Regions from separate parts of the Cricetulus griseus genome. Here region 1 is linked to region 2. The links are chromatin contacts, called in public Hi-C maps. All regions are on one chromosome and are shown on one strand. The core of a region is the stretch at or near the end of the contact, and the rest is flanking DNA. Distances in the headings are between cores, read along the strand shown. Region 1 overlaps Nrxn2 (neurexin-2-beta). Region 2 holds the start of Slc22a11 (solute carrier family 22 member 11).

Evidence for each region. A called contact is a pair of places that touch in the nucleus more often than the background predicts.
Region 1: a contact with region 2 is called in a Hi-C map of liver, with 2.5 times the contacts expected there. The contact joins the enhancer-like site here to the promoter of Slc22a11 in region 2. A contact is called at or near these places in 4 of 8 Hi-C or Micro-C datasets (the CHL-YN cell line, the CHO-K1 cell line, fibroblasts and 1 more).

The regions. Positions count from the first base shown.
Region 1 is chr3:52,851,703-52,855,439 of CriGri-PICRH-1.0, reverse strand. All of the region lies in intron 15 of Nrxn2 (neurexin-2-beta), which reads left to right. Among named protein-coding and RNA genes, the nearest start is that of Slc22a12, 42 kb to the right of the region's middle. Within about 2 kb of position 2,454, at least 1 of the 6 cell types and tissues checked has open chromatin away from gene starts, as enhancers often do.
Region 2 is chr3:52,758,041-52,761,609 of CriGri-PICRH-1.0, reverse strand. It overlaps Slc22a11 (solute carrier family 22 member 11), which reads right to left and starts at 1,623. Exons shown (of 10, transcript XM_035441593.1): 1 at 1,231-1,623. The coding sequence starts at 1,623.

The sequences.
Region 1 (3,737 bases), core at 1,205-3,704, 93 kb before region 2:
TGCCTCTCACTGCCTTCATTAGTTCCCCCACTGTGCAGCGTGACCTCCCTTCTGAGTCCTTCCAACCCATCTGCTCTCATTCTTGGCTCCTCATTTCTGACTGCCCTTCACCTTTCATGTCCAGCTCCGTTTTTGTTCCTCTGTCACCTTCTTCACCCACACTGCTGTCCTGTCCCATCCATTCCCCTCGCTGCCGCCCATTTCTGCATGGTATGTGCTTCCCACAATTGTTCTTCCTCATCTCTGTGTCCCCATGTCATATCCGGTCTCTCAACTCCCCCACCCCACCCCAATATGCCACTACTTTGTTTCATCCATTCCCCAGGAGTAGTCTCTTCAGACTGCACCTGTGTTCCTTCATAGTCTCTCCTCTCTAGTCCCTGTCTCAGCTGCCATCCCTGCCCCATGCATTACTCCCCAGTTTCTCTTCTCCTGTAACCTCAGCCCCACACCATGCTCCTGCTCTCAGCTCTGCTTCCCCAGGATCTCTCTGCCCTCTTCATTTGCCCCCTGTCCTCCTCATTGTTCTCTTCTGGCTTTCCTCAGGCCCAGTGTTGCTTCCAAAGGCTCAGACAGAACATGGTCATTCTAGGCAACAATGAGAGGCACAAAGAGTGAGCTAGGAAGGGTTGGGCTCAATGGAGGGGTGCCCTGTGTGGTGAGGAGGAGTAGGTATGGAAGAGGAGAGTGAAAGAGAGAAGTGCTGGCCCAGGAATGACGGGCAGGTGGGGAAGAGGGCCCAGGAGCTGGCAAGGAGCAGGAGCCAGGCAGAGGGAGGGAACAGGAATGCAGGTTTTTCTGGATTGTGTAGGATGCTTTATCCCTCTACAGTTCTAGATCTCCCAGAAGGTTCTTGTCACAGCCCCTGATGCTCCAGGGATACAGGTCAAGATAACAGGAATCTGAAAGAACTATATCATGTTGGCATGAGCATTGCCTTGGGGTGTCTTCCCAGAGTAGGAGGAGTAGAGGATGAGATGGAGGGTGGCCTGGGACAGTGATGGAGGCAGTAGGGAGGCTGTGAGGGATTCGGGGAGGAAGGAAGGGGCTAAGGGAAGCTAGAAGAGGAAGAAGCATGCTGTCATGACTGATCCCATCTCTGTTCACATTACCTATGGGGAAGATGAGAGAAGCAGCTTCCCTTGGGACTCCTCTAAGGGTTGAAGGCAGGTTTCCTCCTGCTCCAAGGTTCCCTAGTGTGAGGACATCTCTCTTCATGGACACCTTATTCTCTGCTTCTCCACTGAGTCTCTCCTTGCCTTTCCTCCCTCCTCACCGCTTCCCCACTGTCCCTCCCATCCCCCCACCACTCTTGTTACATAATGTCCCTACCCACCTGCCAAACACCATTGACACTTCTGCACCTGATGTCACTGTGGGATATGGGGTGACCACTGGGACCTAAAATGGATGAAGGAGATGACACCTTTCTGGTCTTGAACCCCTTTGTCCAAGTCCTGGCTTCTGAATCCTTGATGAGGTCTCAGTTCCTTCCTGGTTCCCCTGGGAGCCAGCAAAGACTCAGTCCCAGCTCATTTCTGGATCCGTAGCTTCCAGCATAAAGGGACTATCATGTGTGTTGGTTCTGGGGATGGGCATGTCAACTGGGATCTCTGACTGAATGGTGTATGGCCAAGAATTAAGTTAAAAGTTGAGGAGGTATGTAGATCAAGAGAGAGTTGAGTTCAGGGGTCTGGGCCTGTGCAGAAGCTCCACCCCCTGGTTGTAGTGGTTCTCCTGGGAATATTTGTTGGTGGCAGAAAGCACCTAAGATAGAGGCGTTTCTGGGTTACACAGGAGCCCTGACCATTTTACATCTTCCAGAAGGCTTTTGTTATAGCTTCTGATGCTACTGGGGCACTGACAGACAGAGCGGCTGCACATGTATTTTAGCCCTGGGGCATGACTACATGGGTGGTTTTTATTCGGAATAACCGATGTGAGTCTGGGTTCCCTAACCATTGTTAATGGTTGGTTGCTTTCTCACTAGAATGTAGGTGTGTGTGTGTGTGTGTGTGTGTGTGTGTGTGTGTGTGTGTGGTGTTGACTATATGATCATTTCTAGTACTTTATGGCTCTGTGGATTTCTGGGTCTAGGATGCATTGAGAAAACTATGTTGGATGAGGGCAGAAGGTGCCAATCTTGAACCTGATTAGAAACTCTCTTGCCGTGGGCTTCAGCGGTGTGTAATGGTTAGCATGCTATGCACAGTCAGCTTCCCATTTCCCAGCGTGGAAAAGAACAACTGGTCTACAACAGCCTTGGGCAATACTGGGGCTTACTTTAGGCACCTTTGCTTCTCAAGTCCTTGCTGGATGCGGTCAAGAGTTATAGACGTGGAGTGTTGTCTTGGCACTAAGGCTGCCGTGCCTTCTTGGGGGAGTACGGGGCAGGGCCAGGGACAGTTTGCTTGCCTGGTCGAGCCGCTGCGTGAAGCGCCTCCCGAGCGTGGCCGGAGGGGCGGGACTTGGCAGAAGCCCCGCCTCTCGCACCCGACCTCCTCCTTAAGCCAAGCCCTCTGTCCCCGCCCGTGCGGAAATCGTGGTGCTGGGGAGAGAAATGTCTCCCCGGGGTAATTACTGCAGCCCCAGCCCAATAAACCATTCATCCTTCCCCTCTCCTGCCCAAGAAGTGTCTCTCCAACCTGGTTCCCCCCACAGTATAATAAACGCCCTTCGGCTTTAACAGGTCCGCCCAGCACAGTAAACTGTCTGCAGTATGGGAACAGCTGGATCATAAATCCCGGGGGAGGCCGGGGCTGGGGAGCGCGGGGGCGGGGGCTGGGACTCGGGCGCCCATCCGCCCCTGCCCCTCGCCGGCCCCTGCCCTTGGCCGCCCGCGGAGGCCTGCCTTTGTGCGTTTACCGCCATGTTTCCCCGGCTGCCGCGACTCTGTCACCGGTGGGGTCTGCCTCTCCCGGCTGGGGCTTTGTGTGCAGTTGGGTGCCTCTGTTACAGTGCTCCCAGGGAGGAATAGAAGTATGCTGGTTCTACTAATAATCCCACAGATACACTAACTTTAAGATTGTGGGGCGTCGCCGCCTGCGGTCATACTAGCGTGGTGTGTGGTCTCATGGGTCTAGGTTGCTGCGTTCACTGGAGCTGTGTTCTGGACCATGGCTATCGCCATCTCGCTCTCTCGCTCGCTCGCAGCTGTGGAAGCTGTGGTGCAGTGCTCTTACCCCCAGTCAGTGACGTGGCCTCTTCAGACCTTCACAGTCTCTACACATGCTGAGATCGAGTGAGCGCGCGGCTTGGGCGGAGAGCGGTATCAGAGAGCGACTTAAGCCTTGAGATCTTTTGCTCTAACTGCTTGGTTCTCGCTCTCTTTCTCCACTTTCACGCCTCTACACTCGTGACTGACTGAATATATCTTGATGGAGCAGTGCTTTGAGGATCTTCTCAGCTCTTGCTTTGTCCATTAAATGGAAAGGCAAAGGCTCTCTGTGGCCAAGCCATGAGCATACTCTATAGTCGAGTGCTTCGGGGTTCTTGGCCATGCAGCCTTTGTTGTCTTTGACCCCTGAGTGTTTTTTTACTTTACTTCTTTATTTCCAGTTTTAAAAGATAATGTCTTAAGAGTGCTCTTGAACCTTCATTCTGACTTTCTGGACATTTTTAAAAAGTTTTATCAAATAAAATATTCATCATTGTAATCCAATGTAGGACCCATGATGGATGTGTTATTTTTTTCCTTCAAGAGGTAAAGCTCATTTGTATGGAATAATTAATGGTAA
Region 2 (3,569 bases), core at 374-2,873:
GGCAAATGTGGGAGCCTGCTGTCCCAAGGCAGGGAGATCCTGTGTCACAAAACAAGGTGGGGGCTGGAGAGATGGCTCAGATAGTTAAGAGCCCCTTGTGTGCAATTGTTAGAATTCTAACAGCCACACACCTAACAAGCCAGACATCTGGCTCATGCCTATAACCCCAGCTCTAAGGGGAAAAGAGACAGGATTCCAGGGCTTGCTCTCTTCTGGCCTAGCTGAGAAAATGTGAGGTCAGGTTCAGGGAGAGACCCTGCCTCAAAGGGACAGGCAGAAGGATAGAAGACATCTGACACCTTTGGACTCTGCAGGTGTGTATAGACACCACACACACACACACACACACACACACACACACACACACACACAATTTTTTTTAAAGATGCATGGCTCCAGCTTCCATACACACACACATGCATATAGAGGTATACCTGCTTGCGGATGCACATGTTCTCTCTCTCTCTCTCTCTCTCTCTCTCTCTCTCTCTCTCTCTGTGTGTGTGTGTGTGTGTGTGTCTGTCTGTCTGTCTGTCTGTGTGTCTTTCCACTTGAGCAAACTAGTCCTAGATCCATCTGTGTTCTTGTACACTCCAGTTTTATTAAAGAACTCTTCTAAGACTGTTCAGTAAGAACATCCCACTCTGTTTCAGTGAGAATCCAGTTGGGCTAGTTTGGCCAGCCTCTTCCGTCATTGTAATTTTCTGCCCTCTGACCCTCCCAGGCTTCTAGTTGTGACTGACCTTTTGTCTTGAGTAGGGGCACATCTCTTTCTCCCGAAGCAAGACCACATCTCTACCTGATGGTTTCTCTAGCTGTGGAGAGATCAAATCTGCCTTCCCATTTTGGATAGCTGGATACCTGTTTTATGTGTCGGTGTGTGCATGGCATGTGTGTGTGTGTGTGTGGGGGGGTTACATATGTGCGTGTGTCTCTTGAAGTTGACAGTAGGTATCTATCTCAATTACTCTTCACTTTGTAGTTTGAGACAGCAGTCTCTCACTGAAGTTAGAATTCTCTGAAGCCCCAAGGATCTTCCTGTCTCTGTTCCCTTAGCACTGTCTGCCTACCCCTTTTTATATGGGTTCTGGGGGTTTGAACTCAGGTCTTCAGACAGCACTTTACTGACTGAGTCATCTCCCTAGGCCTGTATAACACTTCAATATTTTGTTTGTTGTGCAAGGCCAGGGGAAGAGGCAAGCTATGCAGGCCAGTTCTGGGGATCCTTACCTTGGTTACAATTGTAGATGAAAAAGTACTGTTGTCATAGACCCAACCATCCACACATGGCTCTGTCACAGCCTCACTCCTGTTGGCAGCTGTGGCATTGGGGTCCAGAAACTGCCACTGTGGATGGCGGAAGCGACGGCACTGGTGAGGTTTCAGGTTGGGGCCAGCTGGGATGGAGATGGCTAGGAGGGCCTCGTGGGTCAGGTTGGTGAACACCTCAGAGCTGTTGTCCAGCATATTGGTCCAACAGCGGTGGTCTGGGACGGCAGCTGAGAAATTCTCCAGAAGTATGTGAAAAGGGAACGAGATGGTGGGGAGAATCAGCGTGCAGATCTGCAGGACCTGGAAGAGTCCCATACCCCCAGCTCTGTCCAGAAGCTCCTCGAACGCCATGAGCGGAGCTGATCCTCGTCGCCCTTGGGGAAGAAGGTGAGTGCTGAGATCTGCTAGTCCTTGCTAGTCCTCACGGATACCAAGTGCTCCCAAGCTCCTCCTTGCTCTGATGGTAGAGATAGGAGTGGGGTGGGAGGGTAAAAGTCTCCTTGTCCTGTTTCCAGGAGTGATCACTGGGATGTCCCAACACTGTAGAGGGGACCCAGGTAGAGGACTCATGTGCTGAACTGCCTGGATGGCAGGACTGCTACCAGGTCAGGGTGGGAAGGCCTGAGCCCTCTCTGATACCAAGAGAGAACAGTCAAACAGGTTTTTCCAACCTCCAGGGCAAAGCTGTTACTGAGTTACAGCCACGGAAGGACTGGCTGCTGCCACTGCTTACTGGGAGCAGCAAATGTTCAACCTCAGCCTGGGCTCCCATGCCTGACTATTCTCACCCAGGACTTTATACTCTTTCAAACTTGTCATAGGGTTGTCCAATCAGGGAACCATTGACCTCACTGGAACCCAGTGGCTGATGCTGGCAGCTGCTGGCTATTTACTTACTGTCTTGGGGTATGTGAGTGTGTGCAAATGTGCAGGAAAGCCAGAGGACAACCTGCAGGGTTGCTTTAAGCTTGGGTCCTCGGGTAAGAGCCTTTCCCCATGTAGCCATCCGTCCTGAACTCTTGCCCCGAGCCTCTTTTCCAGACTGGAAACTTCAGGTGGAACCCATGGCTGCTGTTTCTCAGAATCTCTCGGAAGTCACTCAAGGGACTGAGTGGATGTGCATGTGTGGAACTTCACCATCTCCTTGGTCACCCATCTCCCTCGTTCCCTGTAAGGATGAAGCCAGCCTGACCCTAGTGCAGCATCTGGGCTGTTCCCCTTGGTGACAGCCGTCCTCTGCTCCCAGAGTCACCTTCTTCTATGCTGTGCTCTGTGCCCCCATCCATTTCTCATAGCAGCCAAGACAGAAATGGGTGTTAACTACTTCTAACAAAAAAAGGAGGTTCAGAGAGGGCAAGCAACTTGACCAAGGTCACACAGTCAAGCTCAAATTAAAACCAGATACCAAAGCCTGAACTCTCCTGGATGCCCCATGGGCAGTGTCTGAGTGGCCACCAGCTGGCCCGGAACACAGGGTTACCTCTCTGGGTGCCAGAGGGAAGTGTCGTAGGTTTTAGAGAGACTTGTGCATGGGTGAGGACCCCGAACTTCCAGGAACCTCCTTAGAGGGCTTGGGGAGCTGTGTGGGACTCCCTTACCCTGCCTCAGCATGGGAGCTCACTGTACGGTCTGCCATTGCAGATCCAGAGAGATGGGGTAACCAGGCCAGAGGAACCCATGAGAGGTGGTAGGAACGGGGTAGGCCAGATCCAACACAGGGGCTGGTACCTTGATGCATGGCCTCGCTTCCTTGTCCCTCTGACTTTTTAGTCTGTGAAACAGTAATGTTTGCAAACCTGAGCATACATCAAAGACCATGGGCTGGGCCCTTGCCTGAACTGACTCCCCTCCCCGCAGCCTCTGGGAATTCTGCTGAGTCTTTGGGTTCCAGGAGGCTGAAAGCCAAAGCGTGGAGGGTGGGGATTTATTTCTTTTCCAACTCCTTCCCTGCCTTTGCCTGTCACGGACTCTTCCAGGATTTGCTAGCAAAAGGTCAAACCTCCCGGATTTGCCAGAAGGCTCTCGGAATCTCCAGCTGACTTCCACGTCGAGGCCAAAGAATTTTTAATTTGTATTTTCTGCTGCTTTTCTAGGGCTGTTGGGGGGGGCAGGGTGTGGTGCGGCTGCTCCGCCACCTGGTGGTTACACCCGGGACTACATCACGTCCAAGCACCAGGCTGAGCTTGCCCTGCTTGGTGCCTGTCTCTGTCAAGAAGGATGAACAGGTCAGTGAAGAGAAGGCCCTTGGGAGGAAAGGCAGGCAGCCTTAGATGACAGCAGCTCAGCCCTCTGTGGAG